Linked DNA regions of Zea mays: regions 1, 2, 3 and 4 are each linked to region 5. Evidence: chromatin contacts called from public Hi-C data. All regions are on one chromosome and are shown on one strand. The core of a region is the stretch at or near the end of the contact, and the rest is flanking DNA. Distances in the headings are between cores, read along the strand shown. Region 1 holds the start of LOC100384592. Region 2 has its middle 89 kb from the start of LOC109942499. Region 3 holds the start of LOC118473300. Region 4 holds the start of LOC100282417. Region 5 holds the start of LOC109942396 (autophagy-related protein 2).

Region 1 (4,954 bases), core at 1,134-3,633, 450 kb after region 5:
ATGAGTATTCAAAATTTTGGTAGAACATATTTTTTTTGACAATCTAAAATCACACTACTGTACTGTATGATCGGTTGAACGGTACAGAAATAAAGAATGCTAGTGAAAACCAAAGTTTAGACAAAATAGCTGTAAAATAGTATGATTTTATGCTTTTTATAATATTTTAGCTTATATACATAATATATATATATATATATATATATATATATATATATATATATATATATATATATATATTTGTTTTGCCAAAAATAATGAGTATTCAATTGAATACCCTTGTTTGCATATAGACCCGCCACTGGCTGGCTCGTTATCTACCCCTAATCAAGAGCCGAGAGTAGAATGCTGGTTAGATATCCTTCCACCACAATCTACTCTACGTATCAACTACTCTATTTATTTTGTAGTGATTTGTTTTATCACTCAAAGTCGTTTGAGCGTGGCTAAAAATTTTACATTTTCGAATAAATATTTTGAATAAGACGAGTGATTAAAGGTTTTTTAAAAAGTCAACGGCGTCATATATTTATGAATGAATGTAGTACTAAATAACTGCTGGAGAAACAATACTTCCAAATGGGCCATTTAGTTTACCTGTGTCACTGATCTTTCTTATTGCCATGTTCATAGCATCTGCAACATAAATGTTGCCCCTATCATCCACAGTGAACCCCTTAGGATGGTTCATCCTCGCTTCTCGCAGTCTTCCATCAACATGGCCAGATAAACCTTCTGGAGAACCAGCAAGGAGCTTTGGTCTGCTATCTGCATTGTTGAATCCAATTTCAGAAGATCCATCAGATTCTGATTGCTTGGATATAATCTGGGAAGCATCTCATGCTAAAAAAACATGAATGGCAACTTCATCACTATCCTAAAATAAAAGTCGTCTTGTTGCAGTGAGGGAAGTGAGACTGACATAGCATTTGCTCATAGTGGAGGTACAGTGTAAAATTTCCAATTGTACCTACCTTTAGTGACATGAGATGAGACAGGAGATATTGCTAACAATTTAAGGGAACCAAATCATAGAAACATTTTTCCTAGTGAAGAGGTCTATTTGCTCAACTTCTGATATGTGAAACAGGAAGTAAGGGAGCTGATTTCTCATATGCCTGATTTTGAAGGGTTTTTCAGGCGATGATAGCAGCCATTAGGTCTTAGATGTCGTTTGATTCATATATTTGTAACGTGAACAGTAATCGATAACGTTAAACCATGTTTGTTTAAATCCAACAGTAATCAGATACCACACTAGAAACTAATACCGTCATATCCAAACTTGTTACCGCTGGTAATCGAACGTGAATCATTACCGTTGCTATTTATGTTACATTTGGTGAACTAAACAACACCTTAAGTCTAACCATCTAGAAAACCAGCACTATACATCTACTTTCTCTTCTCAATCCTTGATTCCAGGCACCTGTGCTATAGGAAACGTGAGGAAGTAAACCAGCACATCAACAAAGGGAAGTGAAGGAGAAAAAAAAACCTGCACGAGAACGATGGTTCCATAAACATGGGGAACGATCGCAAACAGCTATTATTTCATATTGTCCATACTATAGCAATGAACAAAATAGTAGGCATTTCGCAATCGAGGAACAGCGCTTGATGAAGTCAGCATGCAACATCAGCCCCTACCAACCACCACCAATAACTCCCTCCCTAACTACTCACATCACCGAGGGAAGCATCATCGAGGGAAGCAGAATCCCATGAAGACTGGAAAACCTGAAAAGGACAGGGAGTGGTCGGAGGCAGAGCGTGCTCACATGGTGACAACGGCAGCTGGACCCTGTAGATGTTGCTGTTGATGGAGTCGAGCAGGAGGAGGTCGCCGGCGCGGTTGATCTGGGCGGCGTGCGGCTCGATCCCCAGCTTGCTGCCGTCGAACACCGTGTCCACCGCGTACCCGCCCTCGTACCGCACCATGGACCGCCCCGCCACGGACGCCGTCGCTGCCGCCGACACCGCCAGAGACCGGAAGAGCAGGCACACCCGGTGAGGAAACAAGAATCAGAGAGGGAAAAGACGACGCCACGGTCCGGCGATTACCCGTCTTGGTGGCGGCCGATTTGAGCGACCACAGCTGCTTGGCCACCGCCGACGCCGTGGTGGACAGGAGCCTGCCCGCAAGCCCTGCCATCCGACGTGGAATAAGACTAATCAGCAAAGGAAGCGCAGCGAACGAGACGGTGGGGCCGCAGAAGGAGCTCACTTGCGGGGTACGAGGACGTGGCGAACGCGGATGGGAAGAAGGCGCCGAACAGGAGTGCGGCGGCCAGGAGCGCCACTCGCCCTGGCGCCGCCATAGCAACCATTTGCTTACTTGCTCTGCCTCTGGGCTGACAGAGTAATGCAAGAACCAAGAGCCGAGAGAGGGAGGAGCTTGCAGGGGGGGAGTGGTGCCTGTGCTTATGGTGAAGGGAAACGTGAAGAGGGCGAGGAGGCCATTTGGGGACAAAGTAAAGAAGGTTCAGAAAGCACCAAGGATGCGGCCTCTTTTGGGGCCCGGCATTTCCCGCTCGCCGTCGCTGGGTGGAAAAGGAGGGAAGAGAGACGCAAGAGGGAGACAGAGAAGGCGTATAAGCGACGAGGGAGGGAAGAGTGACGAGAGAGACGACGAGGGGTCTGCTTAACGAGCACATTTTATCATTTTATCCGCGTGTCCATAGCTAAAAACCCTATATGGTGCAGATTTGAGTGAGTTTATAACCGTGGATACCGCTATGAATTTGATTTTCAATTCGATAGGTTTTTCCTCGTGGATATGAAAATGTTATACCCGTGCCGGTAAACCCACATACCCGTAATATATATATATATATATATATATATATATATATATATATATATATATATATATATATATATATATATATATATATATATATATAAAATTATAATTATAATTATATGCCCGCGAAAATACCTATGGATTTGTGGCACCCGCGGGTAGCGGATATGAGTAGCATATTGTACCCGTCATGTGTAACGGATACTGGTGTGGGTTTAATAGCAAACCCACGGATGCGGGTTTGAAAACCCTCTACCCACGGGTTTCAAACCCGTTGCCATCCCTATGTCTGCCGGTGACGCTCTCACCCGCTGGCCGCCACTGCTCTTATTACTCGCTATACCTGTACATGTGGGCTGGTGTGACGGGCACGACACAAGCCCACAAAAGCATATCACCAATTATGGGTCGTGTCGTGCCAGCACTGGGCTCAGCCGTCGGCCCACAGCACGACCCACAATTAGTTATGTATGCCAGACCAGCCCAAATAGCCTAGAATATCTTAGTGTGCCAGAACAGCCCATATACATACAACAATAATACATAAACATAAAGTATATAATATATAAAATGACCAATAGCTATTTTGTGGTTGTCACGTTATTACCTTTGGTCAGAAAGAAGAAAGACTACAACTAGCTCAGAAATAATATTTAGTTCTCTGTTCAATATTTAGTTGAGTACTATACAACCATAAGAAATACATATACAATGATCATCATCACTATCCCCGTCTTGCCTTCGAAGGCCCATTGAAGCTCTGGATTCTCCAAGTTGTGTTAGTCCTATGTGCTTTGACATGCCTTAGTTAAATACTAAGTCTATGTTTAGTGTGCTTCGATGGGCCTTAGTTAAATGGGTCGTGCCAGGCCGGCCCGTGGGTTTGACTTGAGGCCCAGGCACGGGCCACACATTGGGTCGTGCCAGACCCAGGCCCACAATTATGTTGGGTTATGCCTGGAATTGTGTGCTTTGAGTCGGTCTATTAGGCACAACACAAATGTACACCTATACTACTCGCCGCCTTGCCTTCGACTATACATGTCCAGATGGGTAAAATAGTGAGGTCTAAACATTTGAATAAGTTGCACACACCTATTATAATGTCTTTAGCACTTTGATTTGGTCTCCAACTTAGTTTCTTGAGAAAAGTGCCTTTTGACTTAGTTTGAGACAAAATAGGAATCATGGTGAAAAGATAAGAAAGATGTGAGTTTCCATGACTTAGTTCAATTGATTATACTCTAACAATGTTTGTCTACTCTAACAATGTTTGTCTATGTCGTAGGAAAGCTCCAAAGAACTGCCAAAACAAAGTGGAGAAGTTTAGCTCAAATGAGCTAAGTCTCGGCTGATCTAGGGCTCACCAGATCGGTCCGGTGGTACACCAGACCGAGTTACCAGAGAGCCCCTCAGGAGGCTTTGGGGGCCTAGCACATTGGAGCTTGCACCAGACCTCGACTACAAGAAAGAAGTTGTAACTAGGATTTTTTCTTTAAAAATCACCAGACCATGGTCCGGTGGTGCATCGAACCTCATGGGTAACGGCTACTTCGGGCTTTGACGAACAAACAATGGCTAGCTGACGTGTAAGACAGTTCGGTGCAAGGCAGTTATGGAAGCCACCAATCAGAATCCTGTAGTGTGTGCTACTTTACCTGGTCCGGTGCGTCATTGTGCAGAGCAGTTTTTGGAGGAAATAAGCAACGACTAGTTGGGGTTTTTGGGCTATAAATAGCCCCCCTAACCAGCCTACTTGACCACCCAACATTATTAAGAGCTACACATCACTCTGATTCATTTGTGTAGCACCGTCATTAGATTCTAGAGAGATTCTAGCACCTTTTTGAGTTGAGATAGACATCTTTTGAGTTGTGCTAGTGTTCTTGGTGTTGTGTTGTTGCATTTTGCTCTTGTGTTGTGTTCTACTTCTCTCTCTCTCTTACTATTCTTGGAGATTGTGCTCCCATCAAACTTGTGTACGGTTGCAAGAGACTTCGATCTATGGAGATCCTTGCGAGGAGATTATTTGATAAGGAAGACTGTGGGCTCAAGTTGATCATTTGATCACTTGAGAGGTGTTGAGTGCAACCATTGTCCTTTAGAACACCACAACATCGAGTAGGCAAGTATTTGAGGTTTGACCAA
Region 2 (4,837 bases), core at 2,273-4,772, 460 kb before region 5:
AATTTGCCTTGGACTCTTCAGTGTCATGTTGCACTGGGGCCTAGTTTCTCCGAAGATTAATTCTAGCGGACTTTGGACCAGCTTCTCCTTTTCTTCATCAACTTTGACGTAAAACCATTCAGTCTTCCAGCCAGCTGGCCACTTGGTACGATAGCTGATAACTAAAAACTTTGTATTTTTGCGATAAGCAAAGTTGTAGCAGCCGAAGTTTTCATGCAGCCCATCTTCTCTAGCTTTTGTTTGATAATGAAGCTCGTGTATTCGGCAGAAGCCTTCGGCAAATGGTTCTACCCCTGGCTTCGGAGGGCCCAGATGTAAACACTAAGCCTAACGATGGTGTTAGGAGTTAGTTGATGAAGATAAATCCCAAACTTCTTCAAAACATCAGCAATCATCCCATTCATAGGAAATCTTAATCCCGCTTTAAAGAAACTTTTGAAGACTACCACCTCATTCTTTTCCGGCTTCGGAGTAATTTCCTCTCCGCCAAAACGAACCAGCTCCTTTTTGCTTCACTGAAGTAGCCTAGCTTCATCAGCTTAGACATATCACCTTCGGTAATGGTGGATTTCCCAAACTCCAGGTGGTTGGGTTTAGATGGCACGACGCTGTAATCATCTTCAGATTCAAGTCTCAACATCAACCCGCTCAGCTTCAGCGGCAGGTGCATCCTACGGTATTACCAGCCCTGACTGTTTCATCACTTCAGAAATTGGAGCGGTTTCGGCACCTTCGGCTTTCTCTCCGTCGCGAGTAACCTTAGCTGTTAAGCGTACCCTAACCATCTGATGATTGAATTTCTTGTCTTTTGACAAAGTTGAAATTTTTTTAGTTTTGCCGAAGCTCTTTTTTGTTGCGAAGCTCGAGCAAAATGAATAGCTTCGGTTGAGGATGCAGTAAACAAGCTTCGGCTATGGTCAAATTTTTGGCAGCAAAACAGTGTAATAGCAATGAATGTTGTAGTAACTTCACACCTACCCGTCTGTTTATATAGTACCGCAGGTGGGAAGGTGAATCGTCAAGTATTCCGCACCGGACGAACAGTTGCCCGCACCCACTGAATGGTGGGCCAGAGAGCTCGAGCAGATGAATCGCCAGGACGCGCGTTACCGCTGCATGGTGGGGCCACCTCGTGCTCAGGTTATTTTAATCGTTTCTCGGCAACGAGCTCAGGGAAGGTGTTTTTCAGATCTTCGGCATCTCGAAGCCTAGGAGACTTTTTCACGGATCAAGCTCGTTACGAAAAACGATCTAGCACCACGAAGGGGCTACTATTGGGGTATGCTTCGTAGCCAAAGATCCTGAAGGAAGAAACACCTTCGGCTAATCTTCTCGAAAGCAGTGCCGAAGCTATCACCCATGAAGCTTCGGCAAAGTGACATACCTCAAGACGAAGGAGTGAACCGACCTAAAAATTAAATGACCAATAGACCCATGATAGTTTGTGTCATGATTGTAATCGATTGAAAAGGATATAAATGTAATTTCACACAGGCTGCGTCCTGTGCCTATAAATAGATGAACAGTACCCCTGTACTGTTCACGCAATCTTGTAATCACTCGGACGCGACACTTGGATTATTGCCTTCTGTCAAGACGAAGGTATAAATGTGGTTAAATGTTATGTTTTAATATTTGAATTTGTATAATGAAATATATGAATAAGTTTATGTGTTTTAATACATTATACTTTCATGTTTTATATTTCGTCTTTCGTTATTTCATAACTCTAATTACGAAGGTATGACCTTCGTGATTCTTGCTCATGACCTTCGTCCGAAGTTCATTATACCCTAGGGGAGATAATGTTCCGATGGACGAAGGGCATTAACATTTAACATTTTATGTTGCCTTGTTCTATATTCAAAGCATTTGAGAACAAGTCCCCAACAAATTTCTTTCCAACCTTGGACTGCCAAATCCAATTGAAGGCAGAGGGAGGCTAGATTGACTGAAAAGTGTGGCTATAGAACTTGGATGAGCTGAAGGTAGTATTGCCCCATAGATAGGTCCATTTATCTTTAGCAGCTGTAGAATTCAGAAGATTGCTCATCAGTTCGTGGAAAGCCAGATATTCATGAGTGGCCTGAGGAGATTAAGGAGTATGGAAATTGTGCTCCATATCCATGTTGGCTAAAAAATCTTGAAGTGAGCATTCCTTTGTCTTGGCAACTATCAAGAAGTGAGTAAAATGCCCTAGAAGTCGGGTTGTTAGTCAGGTCTTATACTGAAAGCAGACTGACAGTGGTTTCTAATCAACCTTGGAGTCGATTTGTGCTTGATCCAGTGAGTAAATGACCAAGGTCTCTGTGACAAAGTCGAAGCTGGTATATAGGGGTACAACTTTGGTATAATCGACTTGGTGGCTTGCTGAATGAAAATCAAAGAAAAAGGGCCCTCGACTTGGTCTGTCAGGACACTGAATGAAGATGGTGATGGTACGGTGACTGAGAAAGATCAGAGGCGCCGGGCACTTCACCGATGATCCCACACCGTGATTCGCGCCCACCGGAAAAGATCTGGGAAGGGTCGTGAATGTGGTCTCTGGCACCGGTTCATCCATCGTGATTCGCTGGCCTGCGACGTGGCCGAGCGGTCGATGCCGTTGTGGCTCCTGGTCATCTCGGTTGCACCACGCCATAGACCATGTATCACATCATTGTAGGTCATGTAAAACAGCCAATTACCCCCTCCCAAACATTACACTCATTGAGCGCCACGTTTGGCGAACTCCAGTGACTCATCTTGACGTCACCATGAGTTCATCCCCGTCCAAAATTCAGAGCAACTGCAACCGGCCTCTATAAATTGAGTGCCCTTCCTGCTCCGCCTTCTTGTTACGCACCTAGAGAACCACTCCTCACCTCAAATCATCCACCATAGCTCGCGAATTCTAGATTTCCCCCAAAATCAGCCGAAACGCCGTCGTGAGGCATCATGTCGTGGCCAGCCATTCTCAGGTCCATTCACATCCCTCTGATCCATGTTTGTACACCCTCTGGTGCTAGTGAAACTCCTGGTCTCGGCCAATTGAACGCTACCGCACCGTAGCTTTGGGAACGTTGCATCGTCATCCGGCAACGCCATCGTGGACATGGCTCATGTCGACCGGTTGTTCCGGGGTGTCTCCGTCCAAGTTTGCGCGAGCACCATAGTCCTAGTATGTCACTGATTCGTTCCACGTCCCTGGATTGAACGCGACCGGCTTGGGAAAACCGGTAAGGGCACGCCAGTGATCTTGCTCCGCCGTTGTCGTGGGCAGCTACGAATTAATGATGCTCTGGTCGAATTAAGCTCGTGAGTGTGTTCGGGTAGCACCTGTGATGGTGTCCGTGTACTCGGCACCACCGGAATAGGTCACCGCCAGCGAGTACAGGCGACCCCGGCCAAGTATTTGATCGGTGCGCGGCCAGGGACTTGAATCGTGAAGAAATAGAAGTACGGGGGCCTATATGCGATTGTTAGTGAGACACAGGAATAGTGTTCAGGGACTATTTACTGGTTATTCAAATGGCTAGGGACCTTTGCGCAAAACAAAACGCGAGGACGCGGGCGCGTTCCGCCTGTCTGTGGGCCAGTCGGGCTGGATACGACCCGTTACTATTCACGTTTTAATCTTTTCTTTTTACTGACAACTTGGGAAATTCATAGGAAATAGTAGAAAATTGGTAAAATCGTGAGACTAATTTTGCTAGATTCATAAAATCGAGTAGTATTTAATAAAAAATAATTCCAAGATTTTTATCCCAAACCTAGAATTTTGTAGCATTTAAAGGTGCTTAAACCAAGCCTTTTAGAATTTTAGAAATAGTTTAATAATTACAAAAATCATAAAACTTTTTGGGTAGGGTTAATATGACGATTAGAGCCCTGAGTGAAGTTTGAAATAATTTGGACACTGTTTGACCAAAAATGCAATAACTAGCTTCATAGGATTAACTACTTAATACTAATCCTAAAGGAATGCCTAAGTAGAAAACCTTAGTGATTGGTTTGTATCGTGAAGGAAAGTTGTATTCAAGATGCAACTTACTATATTTCTATTATGTAACTGCATATTCATGACATAGCATAAACATTCATGTACATGTATTATCATGTATAGAACACGAGGAAGAAACCATAATAGAGGAAGAGGTTGTCTCCCAGACTGAGAATCCTTTAGCGGAGAACAACTTTTACTTTGATATCTGCGGTGTGGAAACAGAAACTCCTGCAACACAAGGCAAGCCCCAGTGCATTATCCTTTTTCCTTATTGTTTTAAAATCTTTATCACCTTATATGATGCATTAGGTGATAGGAATTATGTGATAAACAGTTGATGAATTTCCTTCCTTGGAAAATTGGTTACGATTCCTTGTTTGCCTGTTTTGTTTAAACAAGTTTTCTAATGCTTAGTCTTGCTATACAAAACAAAAGGTTTTGTTTTGAAAAAGGTGATGCTTCACACTGGATGGGAATTTTTACAAAGAAAAGACTTATGATGGTGGATCCATCATGGCCATGATGGGTTCAACATCTGAAAAGAGTACCTCTGCCAGGTACCAAACTTTGGGTTTTAAATGATAAAGACGAGACCGGGCGGGTGACTTGCACGAGAAGGAAGTCTCGGTGTAATGTCTCCGTTTGAGTCGGTTAAGGACTGAGCCGATATAGGCTTGATGATCGAGGACCTTTTAATTGGCCACATGCCTCATCATGGGTAAGCTTTGCCTTGGTCGGACCAATACCAGAAAGGCTACCACGCAATGGGAGTGGAGAGATGGCAAGAGTAGCATGTACCCTTCGTGACAAGAGGTTGGACGGTGGAGTATATGTGCTCTCGGTTGGCGTGAA
Region 3 (4,323 bases), core at 943-3,442, 300 kb after region 5:
TCAAGGTCTCTAGTCATGATCCATTGTGGAACTACCCTGATGTGTTATCTTTCGTGGACCTTCCCTTGAAATAATTTCTATGTTGTTTGTCAAGTGACCAAGCAACATCTATCATCTCTGTTGGACCAAACGGGCATACCACTTTCATGTGTGGTCTCTTTTCTTTTGATCTTGATAGTGACTACTTATACAAGTTCCCTTTACGTCCTTCGTGTAAAGGTGAAGCCTTGGAGCTTTTTAGTGTCGAGAGACAACTGATTAGCTCTCAAAATGGAGATTGGATTTCCCCTGTTGCTGAGATGCAGGAGTTTGTTCATTTGCTCTTTTATTTAATCCATGTATTTCCTAACCAAGTGGGTAATTCATCTCGTATAGAAGAAACGGATGAACAACTTGACCAAATGAATTTCTACCTAAGTGCATGATCTCCTGTTAACAAGAGTGAACTCTCAACCATTGGATCGCCGATGGGTAATGAGAAGGCTTACTCAATGTCGAAAGTAGTTCAACAAGTTGGTTTTACTAACTTGTAACTGCCCAATGAACAAAGGTTGAGTTTAGAGATCGTTTTATCGAGTTGTCTGAACTCACTTTAGTTCAACCCATTTTAAGGAAGTGATTATAAGAATCAAGATTAAGTCGGCCAGTAACCGCCTAATTATCGCTCTAGTCATGCCTCGATTGCCTCACGTATGGTTTTCCAATGTGTGTGATCAAGTCGAGCCATGATTAATGCTGGATAAAATGGACTGGTTGCAAAAGTCCGCATTTACCGATCCTTTCGTTGGTGATTTTTCGGGTCTATCATTTTTCTTGGATTTGGATTTTCTGGCTAACATGAGTTAACTGTGATATTATTCGACATTCACACCCGTCTCGTGTGCTATGAACTTACCGTGACCACTTGTTGGTAAACCTCCTTTTGTGTGTTTTACCCAAGATGGTGCATCTGATTCTGCTTGGGTAAGATCGCATATTTGTTGCTTGCTCAACAGACTCAGATAGTACAGTGTCATAAAAAAAAGCAAACTGCATACATGGAACCTTATGTGTTCCTCTAGCAGACATCGTCTCTACTGGTGGATATCTCTAAATTAGTTTAAGGAAATACATGTTATGTCCACTAGAGAAACGACATCTTGAGACACTCATCTTTGCTTGGAAATGTCTCATGATTATCGCTGATATGAACATGAGTTACATGCTTCTCTACTCTTAAGAGTCTTTCGCTCCGAATCTCGAGACGAGATTCTTTTAAGGGGGAGGGCTGTAACACCCCTGGTGTTTATATTCCGCTCGATAACGAGTATGGATTTAAGCACGTAATATCAGTGGATAAAACAGATGCTAAATTTTAATCATCTTCGCCTATCGTGATTTTAATATCGCATCTGTTCCGTCTATCGCGAGTTCGACATTGTTTTTATTTTCATCTATCCGGACTCGTCCTAAATTTTCGTGATGTTCAGAACCTAGTTGTTCCGAAAATCGGTGCGTCCGGTGATTATTTAAAATTCATCGTTCGCGCGAATACGAATTCGGAAGCCCGACTCACTCAGATGATTTTTTTATCTTGGGGCAAAATAATTAGGATCACGCGTCGTCTGAGTGAAATCGTGCACACGAATATAATTCAATTTATCCTTCAGCACGGTGTTTTGACGATGAAATCGCGTATACATTAGCGGATCTGGTTTCGGCTAATTTCAGTCAAATCACGCGGAGTAAATTATCTGCTCTAACTTAAATCAAGCGCAGTCTGTACTAGTTTGATTGTCATCTTTTGTTTCGTCCGGTTTACATCTCGTGCAGAGTTAATCTGAGAACCAAATTATTTGTGGTCTGTTGTGTAAAAGTTCAAATCGGACAGAAAAGTATATAATAATTAAGTATAAAAAGGAGAAGAAGATAAATTTGTTTGTTTGTTTCCCCATCGATCTATCTCTCTATCTAAGTTGATTCTTTTTTCCACTCTTATTTTAATGAACAAGCAACCTTAAAAACAAGAATTCGTCACGTCACTCTTATTGGTTGATTTCTCAGCTCCTGGAAACATCTTCATTGCCACGTTATTTTCATCGTGTCACTCCACCATGCCGAGTCCCTATTCCACCGCCGTTCTGTTCTCCTTTATCTCCCACCACTCAAAACTCTCTCCATGATCTTTTCATCGTGTGACTGTGTGGAGGCACTTCCTCTTCACCGGTGCCTAGCCATAGAACTGAGCTTGTCAGTGCACTCTGCTCCTCTGGTGCTGCTCTAGGTTCAGCCGGCGTCTTCGTCACGTTGCCGGTCGGCAAAGCTTGCCTAGGCCCCAGCTGTCGCTCACCTTGACCGTCCCCAGTTTCTCCCTTCTCTACACAGCGCCTCTGCTAGCTACGTGCTCCTCTCAGCTACGGCAAGCCATCAAAGCTCGCTGGTGGCTAGCACTGTAGTCCCGGCTCCCCCACGTCCTAGCCATCGCCCACTGCCAAATCAAGTTCGTCGGCCAGTCGCCGGTCCGACCATGAACCCCTGCAGACTCCTCCATATCCACAGCGCGTCATTGACCTTGCCGTGCGCCGTTGAGCCTTCATCTCCATGTCCGACATCTAGCTCGCGTCCATGGATGTCATGCCGCGCCGCGAGCTCGATCTGCGCTGCCATCGCTTCACCGTGCTCACTGGCCATGCGCCCCTGCAGCTCCCTGTTCGGTAAAATGAGTGGACTCGTGCTCGTCGTGTGTTGGGAAGATCGACACTGCGATGCTGATTGTTTGATTTTGGGGAGAACGACACACACATGGTGTTCAGTGAATAGTTCAAACCAGATAGCCTCATCGAAATCACGACTCCGAGTCGATTCAGACATGGTAAGCTGATCCATTTGTTTCCCGTTAGTATGAGGAATGATTGGATGCGTTGGATTAAATTACTGGTCGTAATGATAGTCATTATATGCTATTTTTATTTAAAAATAGGGTATTAATGTTTATGTAATTTCTGGTAATAATAATTAATTAGACATTTTTATATGTATATGGTAAAGTTTGGGCGACAATGTAATTTAGATGAGGAGTGCTTTGGTGGTGGATACAAATGACTAGGATAATTTAATTGATTTAATATTGGCGATATGCTTGTGATCACAATTGTGGCGTAGACACATCGTGAAACGCTCGGGTTTAAAATACGGTTTAGGCGAAGGAGATTTCGGTAGACCAGTACACGATGTTGGTGAATCGATGACGTTAAAAATAGGTTAGTATTAAATCAGCTAGCCGACGTTTTCCTCTCAAGTGTTGTTCCGATTCTAATTGTTTGTGGAAATACTCGAACTAGAACCTGCTATTGATGCCATAGTTTCGAGTGAATTTAGTATTAGTGCGCGATTTCACTATTGCTACTAGTCGAGGTATTAAATGAATTGGATAAATGTGGTGGTCGCGATAATTATCATGTTGTAGCTCTTGTGTCATGGTTGTGTTTATTGTATGACGAAATGTCTTAGTAAGCGTAGTGTTATAGTTGCTGACACGATTGGAAAGTAGACTATTAAATAGTGTGAGATTTTAATTAGTTGGCGGGTTATGCAAAGTAGCCCGATCGGGCGGTTTAGAAAGTTAGTTAATATGCTTCTTTTCTTATTTTAGATTTAGACGTCTAGAACTAATGAACCTAGGTCTGTTAATCTGTTGATGTTAGGCTTTAACCAAAGAAGGTAAAGCATATGTATAGGTTGTTAATTCCTAATGTTTATTTTAGGTCTAGTCAAGTTAAGAAAAACATTAATATTGTACTTAGTGGTATATTAATATCCAACGTTGTTTGAAGTGTTGTAATACCTCGTCACTAAATATATAATCCTCTTCGGTGTAGCAATAATTAGTCGTGTGCTATTCCTGTGTATATCCGTTCATGTGCATTGATCACGTGATGTGGAGGACCAGAGCTGAGTCGACCACAAGATGCTGTTAAGCGTGGGCTTCTTCGCAAGGTGTTGCTGATGGACGAACCTAAGGATGGATGACCTGATCAAGAACCATGATGAAGATGATCGCCAAGTGAACGTTGTCTAACAAACACTAACGTAGTGTTTATTCCAGGCAAGCCCCGGTGCATGCAACCCCTTCCTTGTGTTTTTAAATTATTTTTACACACTTTAAGTCTAGTGATTGTGCATTAGGTTTATAGGAGTTGCTTGAAAACCCTTCGATGCATTGGCTACCTTGAAATCCATCCCTTATATAGATACTTCTGGTGAAGTATCAAAATATGATTTACAAAAAAAATGCTTAGCCCTGCTTGTAAGCATATAGAGGTTGTCCTTTGCACTTATGCCTAG
Region 4 (4,511 bases), core at 896-3,395, 340 kb before region 5:
AAAATGATCTAACTGTCCTAATTATTATAATTCAATGATGGATAATATTGATGAGGTGACCGACAAGATGGTGATAGCTTTGGGAGCAATAGAAAAGGACAAGATCATGGTAGCCAGGGCCTACAATAAGAAGGTCAAAGCAAAATCATTTCAGATAGGAGACCTGGTGTGGAAGATCATCCTGCCTCTAAGGAATAAAGACCAGAAGTTTGGGAAATGGTCGCCAAGCTGGGAGGGTCCTTACAAAGTAAAACAGGTAATGTCTGGTAACACCTATTTACTACAAACATTACAAGGCAAGGATTTACCCAAGGCTTTGAACAGGTGTTTTCTCCAGCAGTACCATCCTAGTATGTGGCAAGATGCTTAAGGAAACCGATGTAATCATATCGAGTTAAAATGCTTTTATTTTGCTCAGCTCCACCAAAAGGCAGGGGGGCATATGTTGGGCACTAAATTGAGCACCGGACGATCCGGCCCTGAGGCCGAATGGTCCGTGGTCCGGACGGTTCGCGCCTATGGGCCGGACGATCCGCGCAAGCGCAGAACAGATTAGGGTTCCGAGTTTTGTGCTACGGTTGTTTACTAGATTCGCGGGATTCGCTCGGAAATCAGTTTGTAAAGGGTCCAGTCCCCCTCCTCTATAAATAGAGAGGTATACGGTCGATTTGTAATCATCAATCGAATCAATAACACTTCTATTTCGCATTTATTTCCAGTACAATTAGGAGTAGTTCTAGTTTAGCCTCTCGATCCCCAAATTCTCCGCTTCTCTTCGACTCTACGTCGATTAGAGGAGTCAAGGTCGGCCTGCCCGAGCCTAGACAACTCTTAGGATCTCTCCTCCTCGACGGGGTCTCTCCCGGGAGCGAGATCCAGGCGCCGCCGGCGATCTTCCGCCGCCCCTGCACACGCGCGGACCGTCCGGCCGTCAGGCAGAAAATCCTAGCCTCGTGCAAGGCCGCGGACCGTCCAGCCTCTAGCCGTGGACCGTCGGCCCCTGTGCAGTCCGCCCCTGTGCAGAGAGCACCGCCGCTGGTTCGTGTTGAGTGATTGACGCCCTAAAAAGGTGTAAACACAACCCTATGCTCTAGGATGCGCACAACAACAAAGGCTTTATACCAATCAATGCCCGAAAAATTAACTATTTGTCATTATTCAGGAGGCGGGTGGTAAATAATTTGCTATGTGAGTAACTCATGTGTTAGTAACCCATGATTAAGAAGATTCCGTAAGGTAGGCAAACAGTTAAAAGCCTCTATCTTGGAGGCGTAGTGGTAGTGGGCCAGTGACATGATAAAAAGTTTATCTAGTTTATATATAGAAGCTGATGAATGTAATGACATGCCCCACTAATCGCGCGGGATGTTCCTCATCAATCCGGGGGTAGCTTTAGTTGATTGACTCGTACCAGTGGAGGGTGGAGCACATGACATGCCACCCTACCTAGTAATCCTCACTCTGCCGAGTGGCTCACAGGAGAGCATGGAGATCTGGCTGGTAGCATTCCAGATTAAGCAACGGGCGGACACTAGCATTATACTAGTAATAAAATGCCAAGCCTAGGGGGTGGTCGAAGATGAACAACACGTTCCAGATTCGGAGAAGGGGGGACAATGGCGGACGGGAGCTGCGGTGGATCTTCTAGGGGCACTTGGGCCCTCCTTCCTTGGTTTTCCAGTTGTTGTAGCAGGGGCAGGCGCCCTTGTTGCCGTAGAACCCCGGTGGCACGCAGAGGCACTTGGCGCAGCACTTGTTGCATAAGGTGAGGCAGGCCTTCCTGTACTGCGTCTTGGAGCACCGCGACCCGCACTTGGGCGAGCACTCCCAGGGATTCAGGTTGCCGCCTCCGCTTCCGCTAACACTGCCTCCGCCTCCGCCTTCACCGCCGCCGCCCTTCTTCACCTGCTGCCGCAGAGCAGACTGATCGAGGAGCAAATCGTCCGATTAGTTGTACGTACAGGAATGCAGAATGCCTAGATTTAGCTCTTGAGGTTGAGGAAAGTGAGGCTAGCGCTAGCGCATCGATCTTACCACGGGAAAAGCGACGGCGAGGAGCACGGATGCGAGCACCAGGAAGCAGATGACCTTGGTCACCATCGCTCGTCCTTGTTGGCCGCCTCCTTTGCCTGACCAAAGGTCGGGAGAAGCTCAGGGGAGGTGGGGAGAGATATTTGGGAGCGAGGGACGTCCGGTTCCACCCCGCCGTGCTTATATGGCAGACGAGGCAGGCAAGGAGGAGGAGATATTTGGGACTGGGGAGCGGCAGGCAGTGGATGACTGGAGACGGTGGTGTGGGTGGGTGGCACCGTAGCACGGTAGGACGGTGGGAGGTGAGGGCAGTTATGGCCCGGCATGTGCGGCGCCAGCGGGTGCGCAGGGCAAAGGCTGCCGAGCCATGCCAGCACGCTGGCACCTCCGCTTTACTGCCGCCCCTGCGTGCGTGGTTGGGCTCATGTCCACCTTTACTTGCTCAGCGTTCCCTTCAGACAGGTTGTTTAAACTGAAGTAGCATATAGACAAAAATATTGTAAAAGTAGTAGAATTTGGTATAGATTAAATCTAAGTTTATTTAGGGACAGATGCGGTTAGCATTTGATTTAGATATAGATGTTAAATAGACATATTTGTATTTGTTTTTACATAATAATTCTCTAAAATAGGGAAAAATTAATATTAGCAATGCTTACAAAATATACATTGTTCTAAAATCATCTAGATCTTATAATTGTAACTAATTAACTGTTATTCATAAAATATACGGCATGTATCATTATTTAAAATGTTCAATAAATTTAGTTTTAATATAACCGATGGTATTTAAATCTTAAGTTTGAGTAATATTAATAAGACTCATCATATTAATTAGTATTTAATTTTATTTATATGCTTCTAGGATTTATTTCATTTTTGTATTTCGTATCTATAATTTTATTATACTTTCTATATTTAATTATTAACACATTAATTAAAAAATTTACCTTGGTAGTTTTTACATTATATTATAGGTTTCTTCATCCGTAGTGATTTTATTATATTATAAAAAACTACCGATAAGGAAATAGATATATGTAAGTAGATATTTGAATTGAATCTAAAATTGAGATATATGTTTTATAGTAATATTTAATGTCATTCATATTTGTACTCAAGTCAGAATTAAAATATACTTCCTCCCGAGTGGATGATAGTACAGCATGGGTTGGATTCTTTTCACGATGAGGCCGCCTTGTAGATCGCGGGGCTCCCAGGGGCACATGGCCCGGCCCCGGGACCGCCAGACACCTATTTCGTTTTCTACTAGAACCGGCAGCAAACATGCGGTAGGTACCCTAGATCTCCGTTCTCGGGAGGGGGTCGGCAGGCTATTGATTTATTGTATCCGGTCTGCTTGCTAAAGCTAGTGCCTAGTACTGTTTGTTTGTGTTTAGCTATCTCGAGCAGTATGCACATCCTTAGGCTGGCTGCAGCGGTTGCCGCCAGCAGCTCCTCTTCCCTTGCATGACGTCTGCAGGGGGCCCTCCACGCGCGCAGCGCTGCCCCATGCCGAGCCCTATACCGCGTGGTCCTCTTCTCTCTCCCCCTCAATCTAGATGATCACTATTCATCCCTTACATCACTGTGTTGTGGGGCCACGAGTAATTGTTATTAGATAAAAAATTGATAGTTAATATAAAAAAATAATATTTTATAGTTGTAGTGGAGTATAGGGGGAGTATTTAGGGGAAACCGCTGCGGGAGATGAAAAAATAGGGAGAAAAATAGGGGAAAAATTTAAAGGTAACGGTTACGGATAGCCTTATACTTAGATTTTAAAGTTCACTTTATAAACGGCAAAAACTCTATTCCACGAACAGACGGTGCACAAAACAATGTAAGGCTGGCTCCAACAAGACCCTCTAAAGGGTCCTGTACCCCAAATTTAGAGGACGAGGACGTCCTCTACTCCCTCCAGCAACGTCTCTAAACGGTTCTCTAATTTTAGAGAACGTTGCTGGATCCTCTATTTGTAGAGTTTCTCTAAACGGTTCTCTATTTATTTGAATATTTTAAACAACCGGTTTAATAAAACTAAAATATGTAAAATACATTTGAGAGTATGACAAATACGTATGTATAAAAATTAAAAAATTAAAAATGTCTTTAATATATGTATTTACATATAGAGGACGTGATTTAGAGTATGTTGTTGGAGAGAAAGTAGATATAGAAGATGGAATCTTTTAGAGAAAACTGTAAATGACAGATACAGAGGAGATAGTCTAACAAAACAGAGTAGAGTGCCGCCGGAGGGTGCAAATTGCAATTCAAGTAGCTCGAGTCGTAGAGTAGTACTAGTACGAAACAAAGGGGCAAGGCCACTAGGGTCTACAGCAGTAGTACTGCATATCGTCATGGCTGTCGCTTACGTTTGGAGCAAAGCTCTGAAATTTGTGTTCAACTTGCAGCAGGCAACAATGGTGGCTCGGCAACGCCAGGCGCCTCGACGTTGTTTCAGTACTTTGCTTTCC
Region 5 (4,989 bases), core at 196-2,695:
GAGTGAGGAAAGGGTTAAAAGAGCCCAGGTTCTTTGTGAACCCCTCGATGGAGTTGTAGTTTTTTTGTGGAATTGAACATTGATAAACAAATCTTGTGTCTCTTGTGCATTCTCCTTCCCTACTTGTATTTGCCTTTTTCCATCTAACTAATACTTACTTTGTTTGTCTTTAAGCTTTGTCTCTTCTATATTTGGTTGCTAGGCTCTATTCCTCACCTATGTTTTACTACCAATATAAGCAAGTTATTACCTTGGAAATTGACATTGGCTGTATTATCTTGTTCTAACCTCTCAACTAGTAATCTTCGGACCAAAGTTTGTTGTTTAAGTTAAAATTTCAGGTTTTGTCTATTCACACTCTCTAGGCAACTTTAAATAAGTACTAACGATTAATATACATTTGATTGATGTTTTAAGTTGCACTAATATATCGTGCTGCTTCAATGTTAAGTTGATTCTTTGTTTATCCAAAGACGAAATTAATCCAAAGTTGACTAGTATATATATACTTAAGTTCACCTCATGTAAACTATATCCAAGAAAATTTACCAAAAATATTTTTACTCTCTTTTTATCTATCATTCTAATTATGTGTGAAGTAAAACATTTTTAGTTTAACTTAATATATAAAAATAAAATATTAATATTTATGATACATATGATTAGATAGGTCATTCAACCTTTTTCATAAGAGCAACTCAAAGAGACTCTCTATATTCTTCTCAATTAATATAAATAGAGATTTTTGTAACAAGTTTTCATCCAATAACTTTTGTAAATGGTTATTTAAATTATAACTATTTTCTATTATGGGGTTTTCGCTAGCCAAAGATAAAAAACGCGAATGGCTCTCTAGCGTGCAAATAAAATATGGAAAAGCTGTTGGAGATTGAAAATATATATAAAAATGATTTTCTGTAAATGACTCGTAAAATGATAATTTAGAGAGTGAAATTTAGATAATCTCTTAGAGATGCTTTAATAATTCTATTTAAAGATATAAATATTATCAATAATTTTTACAATATTAGTTAACTGTCTATTTTTTTAATTTAATGGCGATATTTAGATAGAGACGGGGGAGCATGTTGGTTACTTCAGGGTGTGGATTGTTAAAGTTCCTCACTGCTCATAGCCTTACATCTGAACATCTCGTGGGACTGGGACGATAGACATGGATAGTAATATACTGTACTAAATATTTATTATTTACCTATATACCGCGCCGCCTGCTTGCGCGATACAGCCAGCCCGGGCCCCGGGATGGGCTGACGGGGAGGAACGCAGAACGCTGCCCTGCGGGACATCGGCCGCGACGGGGAGGATCTGCACCGTTACGATTGTGCGAACTTGGCGGGACGGGAAGAGAGATGCGCTGCGCCGTGCCGTCACCCGCCATCATCCAACGGGTCCAGTTCTAACCCCATTGGAAGGCTGGTCCCATCGGACAGTGGTACAGACTTCCTTCTCCGCAAAAATATGCTGTTTCCCAGGGTGGGAGTTACAAGTGTAGGCGATAACTCTCTCTCTTCTGCCCCTCCACGTAGGGTCTAATACGAAAAAGCCGACTTGTTATCAATCGAACCAAGCAACTATCGCTTCCGTCACCGAGGAGCCTCCATCTCTCCGACCGCCGCCGCCGCCGCCGCGGAAGGTGAAGCGATGGGGTTCTTGGACGGATTACGTCTCGACACGCTGCTTAAGCGCGTCTGCAAGTCGCTGCTCAAGAAGCGGCTTGGGGATCTGATCCTCGGCGACCTCGACCTCGATCAGTTCGACATCCAGCTTGGCCGCGGCACGGTGCAGCTCAACGACCTCGCCCTAAACGCTGAGTTCATCAACCATAAGGCGCGTTTTCTTCCGCACCCTCCTGCTTGTGTATTGTTCTCCCATGTGTATTGGAGCCGTCGCAGTCCGCTTCCCATTAAGCCGATTAGGCGGCGAAGAGGGAGGTTAGGTTTGTGACGATCTCATCGCCTACTGCCGCTCGCTTGTTTTGTTGATGATCAAATTGTGGCGTGGGGGAGTTAGGAATATTTTGTTTGATTGCCGGGTGGGTTTAGTTGTTTCATTTTAAATTCTGATCGTTATTTCCACCGTTTTGTGGCGCGAATTCTAGTTTTGGTATTGAGGCAGGGGTTTTGACTATTTTTGTGCTGGAGCTGAAGACTGGTGGCGAAAACAAGTGGAGCTTTAGAACTTTTTTGATTGATGCCTGTGTCAATTTTGGTTAATGTCAATTTGTTGTTCTATTGTATACTTCAGTATTTTTTGATTAGTTTAGTTTGTACCTTAAAGTTTATGGGATAGCTGCAGAATCTGATCTTGGGTGCAGGAGAAGAGGCTATGCACCTTTGTTGCAGTTCATTCCTACGAAGCATCCTAAATTAAAATTCATTACAATGTAAAGCGTGCACACACCGAAATGCTAAGTGTGGCTAGTGTTAAAATTCAATCTAGCAGAAAGTATTATGTGGTCAGTTAGTCTATAATTTTAATTGCTGTTCTTGGTAGCTTCAATACTCTTTATTTACTATTTCTGGTACTTAGCATACCACAATCATCTCTTATTTGAATCCCCCCCCCCCCCCCCCCCCCCCCCCCAAAAAAATGTGGAACCTGCAGAAGTGAAATTATTTGTTTCATGTCTTTCATCAGTTAATTTTCTGTATTATTTCAGTTATCAGGATCCCCTATTATGCTGAAAGAAGGATCAATAAAATCCCTGCTAGTTAGATTCACTACTAGCTGCGAGATTGTTGTTGAAGAATTGGAGCTTGTGCTTGTCCCATCTGTTGCAAGTGAAGTTGATAATGTGCATACTGAATGCTCTGTCTCTGGTAGTACTAGTGACACACAAACATTAGTAAACACCGAAAGAAGTGAATCTGATAGTAATCAGTGCTCCACTTCTGTATCCCGAGATGTGGATGAAGGTGTAAAAAGAATTGCCAATGCCATCAAATGGTTTCTGACAAGCTTTAATATTAAGTTAAAGAATGTCTATGTTGTATTTGATCCTCAAATCAATTTGAATAGTAGACTCCCAGAAACTAGTCGATCTCTAGTTTTCCGAATTAAAGAGGTGGAATTTGGAACCCAACTTGGTCTATTTAAACTGGACAACTTTTTAACTTTCCGTGAGGCGGTCATTGAATTTTTGAAGATGGATGATGTCGACACACTGCTTCAAAATGATCCAATTAGAGGAATAGCTGGCATTTCAGCAAGTCATAGTACTACTGCAGTCTTAACCGGTCCCATTGGTGGATTCTCAGGGAAACTCAATTTAAGCATCCCATGGAACAAGGGGTGCTTGAACTTTGAGAAAATTGATGCAGATGTATCAATTGATTCATTAGAATTGCGGTTACAATTCTGCAGCATCCGGTGGATCATGCACGTATGGGATTCTCTCCAAAAAAAGACAGTAGACGAACAGAGTTGTGTTCATAATATTGCAGATATCTCTATTAGCTCTTCCAGCTCTGGCTTGTGTCCATCTGCTTCAAGCTCTTTGAAACCAGGTTCAGATTCTGTAAAAGCCACCAGTGAATACTTGGTACAGAGCACATTTTCTCAAAGCGGGCAGGATAAAATTCAGGATTCTTTCCTTACAAGGGCAAATGTGATAAAAGACTGGATGGATCCTGTTGCCCGTAATGATCTAGGTGACCCTGATTCAGATTGTGATGAAAGGTTTGTTTATATGCCTTACATTTCATTCCTTGAAATTCTGATAACTCTCACCTTGAAATTGATTTTGCCATATTATTGTACAAAAGTGTTGCTATACCACATTTTGCTTCAGTTTCTATCTTTTCTGAATATTAAACCAGCTATAAGATCTTCAGAATTAGTCCATCTGTCTGTGCATGCTTTCCAACTATAAACACTAAACTTTTTCTTTCATATCTTCTCATTTGTGGCCACCACAGAACCCACATATTGCTATCTTCTGTCATGGGGTGATAGCCCAGAGCATGGAGGCCATAGGGATAGGCTCAGAGTTAGGAATAGTGGATAAAGATTAGATTAGATAAGATTGAGTTAGTTACTTGGATTAGATTAGATAAGATTGAGTTAGTTACTTGGGGACCAAGTCTTCCTATCTATATAAGGATGAGTTATACCTCCTTAAGGGGGAATCAATCAATGAAGAAGAATTAGTCTCAGACCTCTCTAATACTCTAGTCTCTCCAAAGCCGACTCCGCCCGGCTATCTTCCCGACGCTGTTTATCCCCTTATGAACTAGGATCCATGACATCTAGTATCGTGACTCAGAGATCCTTTCCCATGACTTCTGTTGCGGACGATGTACACACCTGGCATTAGGAGCTCGCTCGTGCCAGGGCAGATCTGGAGCAGGCCCGATCTGATATCCTCCAGCTCCGTGATCTACTCGCGGCAAAGGTGGAGTCTGACCGCCAATCAACAGCGACAACGCGACTGCAGGCGACTGCACGTGGCTTCCTAGCGCGGCGTCTAGTGTGGCAAGTTGCGGTAGCGGCGCGGCTGCAGGCAGCGGCTTGTCGTCTTCAGGCTGTGGCACGCGGCTTTCTAGCACGGCGTCAAGCACGGCAAGCAGCGGCGCGGCTGTAGGCAGCGGCTTACCGTCTTCAGGCTATGACACGTGGTTTCCTGGCACGACGTCAAGCACAACAAGCGGTAGCGCGGCTGCAAGCTGCGGCCCGTCATTCCCTGGCACATCGACTTGCATCGATATTGCGTGTTGAACAACACGCGTCACATGAGGAGGCAAGGCCTTCAATAGGGTTGGCCGATCCTCCACTCCAGTTTACTGTCCTGATCCATAGCCATGTGGATAGTAAGAACACGTCTGGTTGGGTGACGTTGTCTCTACTGAAATCCGCGGCAACTCCGGCCGTAGGATTGGTGAGCTGCCACGTCTTGGCCTTTGCAGCTTGGACGAGGTTGTTCCCATGGGATCCTGGGGGACCAACCTTGGTATATGTTAGGTTCTTTAT

The links. A called contact is a pair of places that touch in the nucleus more often than the background predicts.
Region 1: a Hi-C map of bundle sheath shows a contact between it and region 5, with 3 times the contacts expected there. The contact joins the promoter of LOC100384592 here to the promoter of LOC109942396 in region 5. A contact is called at or near these places in 4 of 25 Hi-C or Micro-C datasets (bundle sheath, ear, endosperm and 1 more).
Region 2: a Hi-C map of leaf shows a contact between it and region 5, with 4 times the contacts expected there. The contact joins the enhancer-like site here to the promoter of LOC109942396 in region 5. A contact is called at or near these places in 4 of 25 Hi-C or Micro-C datasets (ear, leaf and tassel).
Region 3: a contact with region 5 is called in a Hi-C map of leaf, with 4 times the contacts expected there. The contact joins the promoter of LOC118473300 here to the promoter of LOC109942396 in region 5. A contact is called at or near these places in 3 of 25 Hi-C or Micro-C datasets (bundle sheath and leaf).
Region 4: a contact with region 5 is called in a Hi-C map of tassel, with 4 times the contacts expected there. The contact joins the promoter of LOC100282417 here to the promoter of LOC109942396 in region 5. A contact is called at or near these places in 2 of 25 Hi-C or Micro-C datasets (ear and tassel).

What each region holds. Positions count from the first base shown.
Region 1 is chr9:35,942,573-35,947,526 of Zm-B73-REFERENCE-NAM-5.0, forward strand. It overlaps LOC100384592, which reads right to left and starts at 2,384. Exons shown (of 7, transcript NM_001397525.1): 1 at 2,228-2,384; 2 at 2,065-2,148; 3 at 1,782-1,967; 4 at 598-768. The coding sequence starts at 2,330.
Region 2 is chr9:35,032,714-35,037,550 of Zm-B73-REFERENCE-NAM-5.0, forward strand. No RefSeq gene overlaps it. Among protein-coding and RNA genes, the nearest start is that of LOC109942499, 89 kb to the right of the region's middle. Within about 2 kb of position 3,523, at least 15 of the 20 cell types and tissues checked have an H3K27ac peak or open chromatin away from gene starts, as enhancers often do. A contact at or near this core is called in ear, leaf and tassel, where this site is marked.
Region 3 is chr9:35,790,848-35,795,170 of Zm-B73-REFERENCE-NAM-5.0, forward strand. It overlaps LOC118473300, which reads left to right and starts at 2,193. Exons shown (of 2, transcript XM_035962516.1): 1 at 2,193-2,851.
Region 4 is chr9:35,151,139-35,155,649 of Zm-B73-REFERENCE-NAM-5.0, forward strand. It overlaps LOC100282417, which reads right to left and starts at 2,146. Exons shown (of 2, transcript NM_001155328.2): 1 at 2,035-2,146; 2 at 1,295-1,923. The coding sequence starts at 2,100. The coding sequence ends at 1,645.
Region 5 is chr9:35,493,831-35,498,819 of Zm-B73-REFERENCE-NAM-5.0, forward strand. LOC109942396 (autophagy-related protein 2) reads left to right here and starts at 1,446. Exons shown (of 14, transcript XM_020544352.2): 1 at 1,446-1,848; 2 at 2,681-3,699. The coding sequence starts at 1,663.